Linked DNA regions of Zea mays: region 1 is linked to region 2. A link is a contact called in public Hi-C data. All regions are on one chromosome and are shown on one strand. The core of a region is the stretch at or near the end of the contact, and the rest is flanking DNA. Distances in the headings are between cores, read along the strand shown.

Region 1 (4,684 bases), core at 1,626-4,125, 280 kb after region 2:
CTTAGCTCGCTGCTTAAGTTGTTAGTCTCTTGCTGCTTTAGTCTGGACTCGTCAATCTTTTCTTTTGGTCAGCTTTGTGCTGATGTTCTGGTGCTACTAGTCGTATGTTCTCTTCAGGTCGTGTTGCAGGGTAGCTGATAATTGCGTGGGTCTTGTCGGCTCTAAAATTCTGGGGACCTTTATGGTCATGTAAGAACTAAGTCTTTTTCTATTTCGTAACGAAATAGGGGTTATCCCCTTTGTCAAAAAAATGTATCACTAGTCTGTGTTTTTACTTTACAATTTATAACACGTTCTTCGGCTCACTCCCCTAGAATTGTAGCATATAAATATCTCCTCCATATGGTTAACAATAGTATAAAAATATATTCTATATAAAATCATATTAGCTTAATCGATCTATATTTAAATTACTATTATTAGAATAAAATTTAATTTCAAGAATCCAAACGAGGCCTTACGTGAACTCATTGTTGCAAATATTATGCAACAGTCTAACGCGGTATTCCTTTTTCTACTATTTATCAGAAACCATACCTACAAACATGAAGCTAAGAAATGCCTTCAGAGTTCTGTCTTTTAGACTCTACAAATGCTGACTGCCTCCTGCCGATTCTATCGCATTTGGATAACCAGACACTCAGAATTTTTTTTCATATCATTATCGACCAGAGAACACTCCAAAGTTAAATGCATCATTAGGAAAACCAAGAAAAAAAATCTGCACCGTTCAATGCAGCTCAGTTTATTCAGGCTGCCTATAGACCAACACTCACTACATGCCTAGAAACCTCATCACTTTCTCATTCTATTTGGGTGTACTCTGAATATACAAAAGGTAACCAATAATTCCATGTATCTTAATATCTTATTTATAATAAAATTCTGTGTTCTCCTTCTGTGGGAAACATTTGAATTTTGCAACTGCCTTTGTGTTTTCCCTTATTTTTTCGTCGATAGCGGTCCCCTCAATCTTAATCAAACGAGTTTACAAGGAAATGCAATTGGTTGCATTAGTACAGTTGTGCTAAACGGGTGGATTACTGGATTCTACTCCCACTTCCTGTTGTCGTGCACTGGTGCTCCTATGGAGATTTAGTCCTTTCTCTGCTTATTTAATCCTGTCAGACCATTTTCTTAATTCTCCAAGTCCACTATATTTCATTATCCGAATTCATGGATTTTCTTCCTCTATTGTGGAACTTACAAAGATGATACAATATAAGTCTATAATGGCACTCGATGCTCTTTGTCCAGAATCCTCTGTCCTTTTATGTATTGGATACAAAATTCCCTATTCATCGTTCATCCCTTTCTATATAGACAATGCAATTACCAAATTATCGGATGAACTATGTAAAGCCGATTAAGTTACATACACCAACCAGTTCAACCAAAAACCTTGAATTGATGGGAGGAGTTAAACAATTCACTTATATTATATTCTAACACCCCCTCACATCAAGCCTCTTTTGAGTTTCTAATGTGGATATAGAAGCAATCAATAATTATTTTATTTAATTACGCTAATTAGGATTCGAACTCGAGGTCTCTGACTTTGATATCATATTAAGTTACATGTACCAAAGTAGTAGTACAACCCCAAAAGTTTAAGCTGATAAAAGGAGTGGACAATTCACTCATTATAATTCTAACAGGAGAAACAGTATTCTCTAAATTCAAAAGATCGCAAGATCCAAAGCGAAATGGAGGTATATTACTGAATATTTGCGTCCACGAAGTGTTTCATATGTTCTACCACTATATACTAGGACGTGTAAAACTAAAAGAAAGAACAAAAAAAATATGATCCTGCAAATGGGGAAACAAGCGGTTGCTAGTACAAGCGAAACACAATATGTTGCTTGATTCATGTTATGTACAATCAAAAGGAGGTGTCACCTGAGGGATTTTATCCCATATCTTAGCAAGATAGTATTAAGCGGCAGGCGCAACTGTGAGACCGCTCATTCATTTACACCATAAAAAATATGTTGTGAGTACAAGTGAAGACTCAAGAAGCGTCAAAATACAGTATTCCGTAACCAAATCAAAGCACCAGACCAGCAAGAAGTCGAGCGTTTGTTCGAGGGTCAATTCGGACGCAAGAACACCACAAGAGGCCAAAATTCACGTTGTGTACAAACCATAGAAAGGTAAATACGGATTAAAGAGACTCGTTCGATGTACGCACCTTCCTGGGGGCGCCTTTCCGGAGAAAAGGAAGGACGCATTCTTCTTCGGGAGCACCCGCCGCCGCCTTCTCCTTACCCCATTCCTCCGCTTTCGCGACGATCGACGTAGTCGAGGGAGCCTTAGGGGACCTGCGACGACTCCTTAGAGTGGAGGACGACGCCTCCGAGGGTAGGCTGCGGACACGGAGTTGGACTCGGACCGAGCGACGGGGACGGGGAGTTACCGCGCCGGATGGAGAGGGCGCATCCGCCTCGGCCTCTCGCGGTGGTGTAGACGCGCTCATGGGTGGGGACGGTAGGGAGACACTCCGACGGACCCTGATCAGGATTGTGGAGCGGCGTTGGGGCTGCGAGGACGTCAACAAGGCGGTCTCGGAACACGCGGGCTGATTCTGATCGTCGTCTTGACATGGGGGGGGGGGGGGGGGGGGGGGGGGGGGGGGGGGGGGGCGATCAAACGAGTGGAACGGCGCCGCACCGCCGGGGGCGCGGTGGAGGTGGTCAGGGCGGCCTGAGGTGCCCACATGGCCTTTAAACTTCGAGCAGTTGCTGAGGAGAGCATCGAGGCGAGGTGGAGGCGGGAAGAAGAAGAGAGGGAAAGGAAATGCCGTTGCGGGGTTGGTCGGTTTCTTTCGTTTTGTTGGGCTTATTCTGGGTTCGTTAGGGTGTGCAGCGATGGGCTACAACAGTCTTGGGCCTGCTCGTTTGATCAAAAACTAAGGCCCATGTTTAGAACAGCTACAAGCCTACAACTCTATGAAATTTGTTGAAGTTGGTGGAGTATGATATTAGGTGCTCCGGAAAATTATAGGGCTGAAGTTGTAACTTGTAAGCCTTCAGAAGATATCCAAACCCGGACGGGTTGTGGTATCTTGGCCTAGAGTTTTATAGGATTGATGGCATATCCATATAAACATGGTTCGCCTTTCTTTTTGGAAGACTGGTTCGAAATAATCTCAAAGTTAAGTGCGCTCAACTTGGAGGATAGGTAACCAGACAGAAAGTTCTCACCGGAAGGAAAAATCACAGTCATCCGAGTCCGTATGACTGAGATAATAGTCTGGCGGATCTTAGTTGAGCTGAACATCATGATGGATGAGTAGCCGAATAATTGGGCAATCGGACGAACGATGAATAGTAATTATGAACGATGAATAGTAATTATGAACGAACAATGAACAATATGTATGAATGAACGATGAATAGAGATTATGAATGAACGATGAATAGAGATTATGAATGAACGGTTAATGATGAATAGTTTGTATGAACGAACAATGAATAATTCATATGGACGAACGATGAACGATGAATAGGGATGATGAACGAACGATGAATAGGGATTATGAACGAACGAACGGACGAACGATCACAATTTCAGCAGCATGATAGATGAACAATATTTTAATTTGGGCAAACGGATAGACAAACGAAGGAACCATGAACAATTGGATGAACGATCGGACAAACGAACAAACAAACAATGAACTGTTTGACGTACGATCGAATGAACAACCGAACGGTCCTTGTGCTAATGTTGTGCTTGTGTGGGAGTGGGAGTGAGTGGGAGTGTGTTGCCTTGAAATGGCTTGGGATGGTGAGAGCACCTAGAGGGGGGTGAATAGGTGATCCTGCAAATTTTGTTTGAAACAATACAAACTTAGTCTATAATGTGTTAGAGTAAATAAAACCAAGTTTGAGAGTAGAAAGAAGAGAGATGAGAACTCTTCTTTTGATTGCTGTCTTAAGGTGAGTATTAAACTAGGAGCAATATTCCAAGTGAATATGAGAACTCAAGAAGACAAAAATCGCAATAAAGAAAAGAGACAAGTGACACGATGATTTTTATCGTGTGGTTCGATCAAGCATAATATGCTTGCCTACTCCACGTTGTGGCATCCCAATGGATGAGGGTTGCACTCAACCCCTCTCAAGTGATCCAAAGATCAAACTTGAGTATCATGGTTCTTCCTTATATATCACAATATCCCGTTTGTGAGGAATCTCCACAAATTGGAGCCTCTCACACCTTACACATTCGAGCGTCCCATTCGAGCGACAACAAAGGACAGGAGGATGATCATGGCGCTCTCCCTCCTCCGGGCGCCCAATTCATTCAAGGCCTCTGTATTTATCATGCCGTCGCCTATCGTAGCTCCAGTGAAGCTCCTGTGGATTTCAGTTCTGGCAGTGGCTTGCTGCAGACATGAGGTATATTGATCCAAGAGCATATGCGAGTAACAATCATATCAATGGTCATAGATTTTGGAACTTGACACATGTTGATTTCTATAACTCTATGATCATGGCAAAGAAACAACATGGAATTATCAAGCAAAGATAAATAAATTGGGAACAACACAGGAAAATGTGGGATAGAAACATGACAAGGGCTATAAGGGCATGTGAGTAAAACGGGATGAAAGGCATAATGACTTTTTCATATGATTGAAACACAGAAGCAATAGCTCAATTTTATATCAAGTCAG
Region 2 (4,946 bases), core at 190-2,689:
CCTAACAATAGGTAACAATTTACTAACTAAGTAAATACCTAACAATACCTAACAATAGCTAACAATATAGTAACTAAAAAATAAAAAAATACCTAGCGGTCGCCGGGACGGGGAGGTGGCGCGGCGGCGAGGGAGGTGGCCGGGAAGGGGAGGGAGCTCGGCGGCGAGGGAGGTGGCCGGGACGGGGAGGGAGCTCGGCGGCGATGGAGGTGGCCGGGACGGGGAGGGAGCTCGGCGGCGATGGAGGTGGCCGAGACGGGGAGGGAGCTCGGCGGGGGGCGGCGGGCGGCGAGCTCGGCGGGCGAGCTCGGCGGGCGGCGGGCGGGCGGCGAGCTCGGCTGGCGGCGGGCGGGCGGCGAGCTCGGCTGGCGGCGGCGGCGGCGGTATGCGCGGCGGCGGGCGTAGGAAACGAAAACGGTCGAGCGAAACAGAGAAGAAACGAAGAGGAAAGGGGGTTTCGGTTAAGTTTCCTAGCTCGGCGCCAAGATCTGTGGCGCCGAGCTAGGTGTGCCACGCGGGCTGCCGCGTCATGAAGCTCGGCGCCATAGGCTAGCTCGGCGCCATAGCCTATGGCGCCGAGCTAAGGGTCCAAAACTGCATTTAAAATTTTTTTAGGTCTAAATGTGATTTTACTTCTGTTTAGGGGCTAAAATACAAAAAATTCGGCCTTCCATCCCCTCCCCTCCCCTCCCGTGCATGCACATGCACCTGATCAGTTCTGAGCGGATCAGGTGTTCTTCCATCGATTGGTGCAAAGCTCTTCGTGTGTAGGTGTCGCTCCGCGGGGCGGGGACGCGCGCGGTGGACTGGAGGGGCCGGAGAGGCGGTGGCCGGTGGGCAACTGGGCGGGCATGCATGCCGCGGGCGCGCAGGCATGTGGGCGCTCGGCAGGAGCAGGGCGCGTCGCATGTGCGCGTCGCCTTCGCCCGCGCTCGTGGACAGAGTTGAACCCCATGCACGTGCACCCCCGCAGGGCGGACTCGGCACAGGCAGGCCATATCAGTCCCCACCCCACCTCCTGCCTGTGAGTGAGATGGTGTGAGAGGGATGGATGGATGGATGGATGGATGGATGGTTGACGGAGAGAGTTGGACTCAAGAGGCTGCAGAGCGCCTGAGCCCGGTCTACAAAACCCTGCATCTCTGTCTCTTCCGTCTTGAGTGATGTATATCGAAAGTTTGACCGTCGATCATTACTCGTGATAATCATTCAGTATTTGCTTCAAAAAAAAGTGATGTTAATTCTGAAGATCGACTGGTACTACATCGATGTCTCCCAGGGTGGTGAGAGAGAGTCAATATGGCAGCGTCATGAAGTGGTGAGCGCGCGATGGCTACTCGCGCGTAACGTAATGGTCACCACCAGCAGCCGGGTCGGACGACGTCTGAGCGCGATTGATGGTATCCCGTTACTGTGCGTACCCGCGCGCTTGCCTCTGTCTCTGTGCATGCATGCGCCTGCTGCCGGCCTCTGTTCACTTCAAACGTGTGCGGTCCGGCCGGTCCCAGCACAGGGTCAGAAAACTGGACGAAAAAGGACGGCAAGCAATGCGATTGCTTGCTAATCCACTTGTATAGCTGGCATGACGTATGTACGTCCCGAGAGAACCCTGCAACTGTGCACAATTCCACGTGGATTGGATTGATCCGTATTGGAATGGATTGAAATAGATTTTGACTTATTATGGATTATTTAAACCGACTCAATATTATCCGATCTTTATGGTTGAACCATGAAATGAACAAGCCAGCCAGCTAATCATGATGTTATGGAGCAACGATTCATGAGGACGACGACACGCAAAAAGGATGAGGATAACTATTGTCGTAACAACTTGTTCCTGTCCGGCTATAGATAGATAGGCCCAAAAATATGCTAAATCTTTCATACTGATAGATCCTGCAGCCTGCCTCTGAATTCTGACGAGACTAGCTAGTCTGCATGATCTGGACATCAACGTCTGCAGGAAGCTCTTGGCTAGCTATAATAACAACAGTAACACTGAAGCTGATCCCGGCGGCAGGCTAGCTTGTGGTTGGTTGCAACCTGCAAGCGCGGCGTATACAGTGATTCTCCACCAGCTCGCACTGTGCGAGCCGGATAACATCCCAGAATATACTAGAATTTTTCAGACGGGGGGGGGGGAACCAGGCTTTTGATTAATTCATGACATGGACTGCAGAGCATACAGTGGTTCTGTTCGATGGATGGATGATGGTGCTTTCCCTTTAATTCCCAGAACAAACGCCTCTGATGCTCGTCAGTTCAGACATCAGAGTTGTCTGCGAACAAGTATAGCTGGTTGAACAATCTGGTTTAATTAGGAATATATATAGCTCTGATGAGAATGTATATACTGAAGGCATGCCACTTTTTTTACACTAAACACACGCTTACTAGCTGCCTGCATGGCCTACTCTGTCGACGCTACTGCCACTCATGCTACTGGCTATTGCAGCTGACTCGCCACTATACATTTTTGGCCCTTCTCAGCGAACAGCTCGGTCAATGATTGGCCAGTGAGAGGAGTCATGTACAGTGCGTTTGGTTTGCGGATTTGGTTCATGCGGCATGGGTTCAATCAGAATGGGTTGGTCTGACATTTTTTGCGGAATGAACTAGTCTCACTGCGGTATCACTAACTAGTACTACAGGATGACAAACGAAATGAATCCATGACACAAACCAAACAACTTGAGGAGGTTCGGTTTCTGGATCGGATAATTCTACACGGCAGCATTCCACTAACCAAACACGATGGTAATGTGCGCCACAAGTTATCCATCACGGCCGCCCGTAGACTTCCAGTGCCTGACGATCATGATCAAACACCAAAACCATTGTTCTGTCGGCTTCGCGAAGGAAGTAAAAAAAAAAGGATATCTGTCTTCGTCTTAGATCGCGTACGCACGTTCATCCGATTTAACCGACGACGGCGAACAAGACGGCAGCTGATTAAAGGTTAGAAGGGTAATGCACTCGCAACTGAAGAAATAGTTAGTTATATAGCGACCCTGCCGTAAGGCTGAAGGAAAGTGCAGGCTAGGCGCTGTTCGCTCAGGTGACATCGTTGTGATTTGTTGTCAGCAGCAGCCTTGCAACCACAGTAAAAGAATTTTTATTCTTATTTTCCCAAACATCATGCATGTAGTATCCTTAATAATGGTACTGATTCGATGACACTTTTATCAATTTCTCGTTTCATTTATTTTTTCTAGTTTAGTAGCAATAGTAACAAGGGGTCCCCTTTTTTCTGTTTTCATATTATCTGATTAGTTTATCTGCTCAGGTACTCTTCTTAGACATTTTTATAATACTATGTGTAGTTAAGAGAGCAAGGATTATATGTCTCACATAACGCCAATATGTACTCTTATAATGTGTAATTCGCTGAAAGAGAAAGAAAACAGAAATGATTTTTTTTTTGTTGAGCTTCAAAGGCAGAAAAGTATGGGGGACGGTTGAAAGCCTAAACTTGGCCCATTCCATGTAATTTATTTCCTCATGGGGCCCAGATATTGTCATAAGGCTCCTCTGGAGCAATTCGAACCACAGCCATGTTCCGGGCCTTCAAATCTACGGCCTTTTAAAACTTAAGAAACCCACGGCCTGACTCGGAAAAGGAAAGGAACGAAAGCAAAAGGAGCCCGCAAACTCTATCGGCGACCCCAAGCTGGGCCAGCCCAGGAGGCTTTATCAGAGGAGCCGCTGGGAGGAGGTAACTTTTTCTTTTTTATATTTAAAACTAATAAATTTAAAACTAATAAAAATTTATATCTCGCCTAATAAAAATTATATTTGTGGTCCCACCCAATTTTTTTTCACATCTTGGTCCTCGTCGATCCATAGCTTCCTGCCCCGCCAGGGTAGCTACTAGAGATGACAATGGATACCCGAATACCAGACAGGTTTTACCCGATATGAAGGCGGGTACGAGATGATTTCTCTACGCGCGGATATGTTAATGGGTAAAAACTTCTACCCGTTGGTTAGACGGGTACGAGTACAGGTTGGTACTACCCATACACGTCTACCCATGGGTAAAATGTACCCGCATCAATACCACTATAACTATCTAATAGAGCCCGTCTTAGTTAAAATAAAACCCTTCTCTAGCTATTATTTGTCTAGATACCAAGTTATATGATCATATGATTTGTTATATGTGAAATTGAAGTTGTTTTTGTATGTTTATTTAATATTTAATATGTGATAATATTGGAATTTAATTTTTTCCCAGCGGGTACGATTATGGGTAAGGTTTTATACCCGCGAGCATATATGTGTAACCTGACGGATAGATTTTTTTATGGGTACGAGTATAGAATGGTACCCGACGGTAGCTATCGCTCGGTGGCGAGGTGACTCGTTCGCTATGCTACAGGTTACAATTCATCCGTATGAATATATCTTACATCCTTAGGCCTTATTTGGTAGCTTGAGACCTAATCTCCAAGCTGATTTGTTCTTCCCAGGGAACGAGTGAATCGCTCCCTGTCACTTCAATCCCGTCGAAGATAATTTCCATCTAACCTTTAATCCCCTTTGATGTTCGGTTAGACAGGGATCATGACCATTCTATGCACTTGCGGCCATATTCCTATTGTAATACATGATGCACGACATCGTTCTCCAAATGATACAAATGCATATATACATACATGATTTTGTTAGGATATGTCCTCTATACTAGCCGGTTAACAGTAACCAGGGTTGTTGGGGGCCTTCCTCTTCCGAAGGTCCTCAAAAATATGTCTAACCATATGTTTTCAGTATGATTATGAACAATTACAAAGAGCTTCAGCTTTAAGATGAAGAACTTCTCTTATGACGGGATGAAAGGAGATAAAGAGTGGGCAACGAAGCTAAAAGTCAAGGACCTTCGGTCTAACATATTGACGAAGCTCAGAAGCATGATGATGACTGAAAGAGGCTAAAGACCTTAT

Evidence for each region. A called contact is a pair of places that touch in the nucleus more often than the background predicts.
Region 1: a Hi-C map of tassel shows a contact between it and region 2, with 3 times the contacts expected there. The contact joins two enhancer-like sites. A contact is called at or near these places in 2 of 25 Hi-C or Micro-C datasets (leaf and tassel).

The regions. Positions count from the first base shown.
Region 1 is chr1:216,100,451-216,105,134 of Zm-B73-REFERENCE-NAM-5.0, forward strand. No RefSeq gene overlaps it. Among protein-coding and RNA genes, the nearest start is that of LOC103643259, 18 kb to the left of the region's middle. Within about 2 kb of position 2,876, at least 9 of the 20 cell types and tissues checked have an H3K27ac peak or open chromatin away from gene starts, as enhancers often do. A contact at or near this core is called in leaf and tassel, where this site is marked.
Region 2 is chr1:215,819,197-215,824,142 of Zm-B73-REFERENCE-NAM-5.0, forward strand. No RefSeq gene overlaps it. Among protein-coding and RNA genes, the nearest start is that of LOC100277208, 9.9 kb to the left of the region's middle. Within about 2 kb of position 1,440, at least 17 of the 20 cell types and tissues checked have an H3K27ac peak or open chromatin away from gene starts, as enhancers often do. A contact at or near this core is called in leaf and tassel, where this site is marked.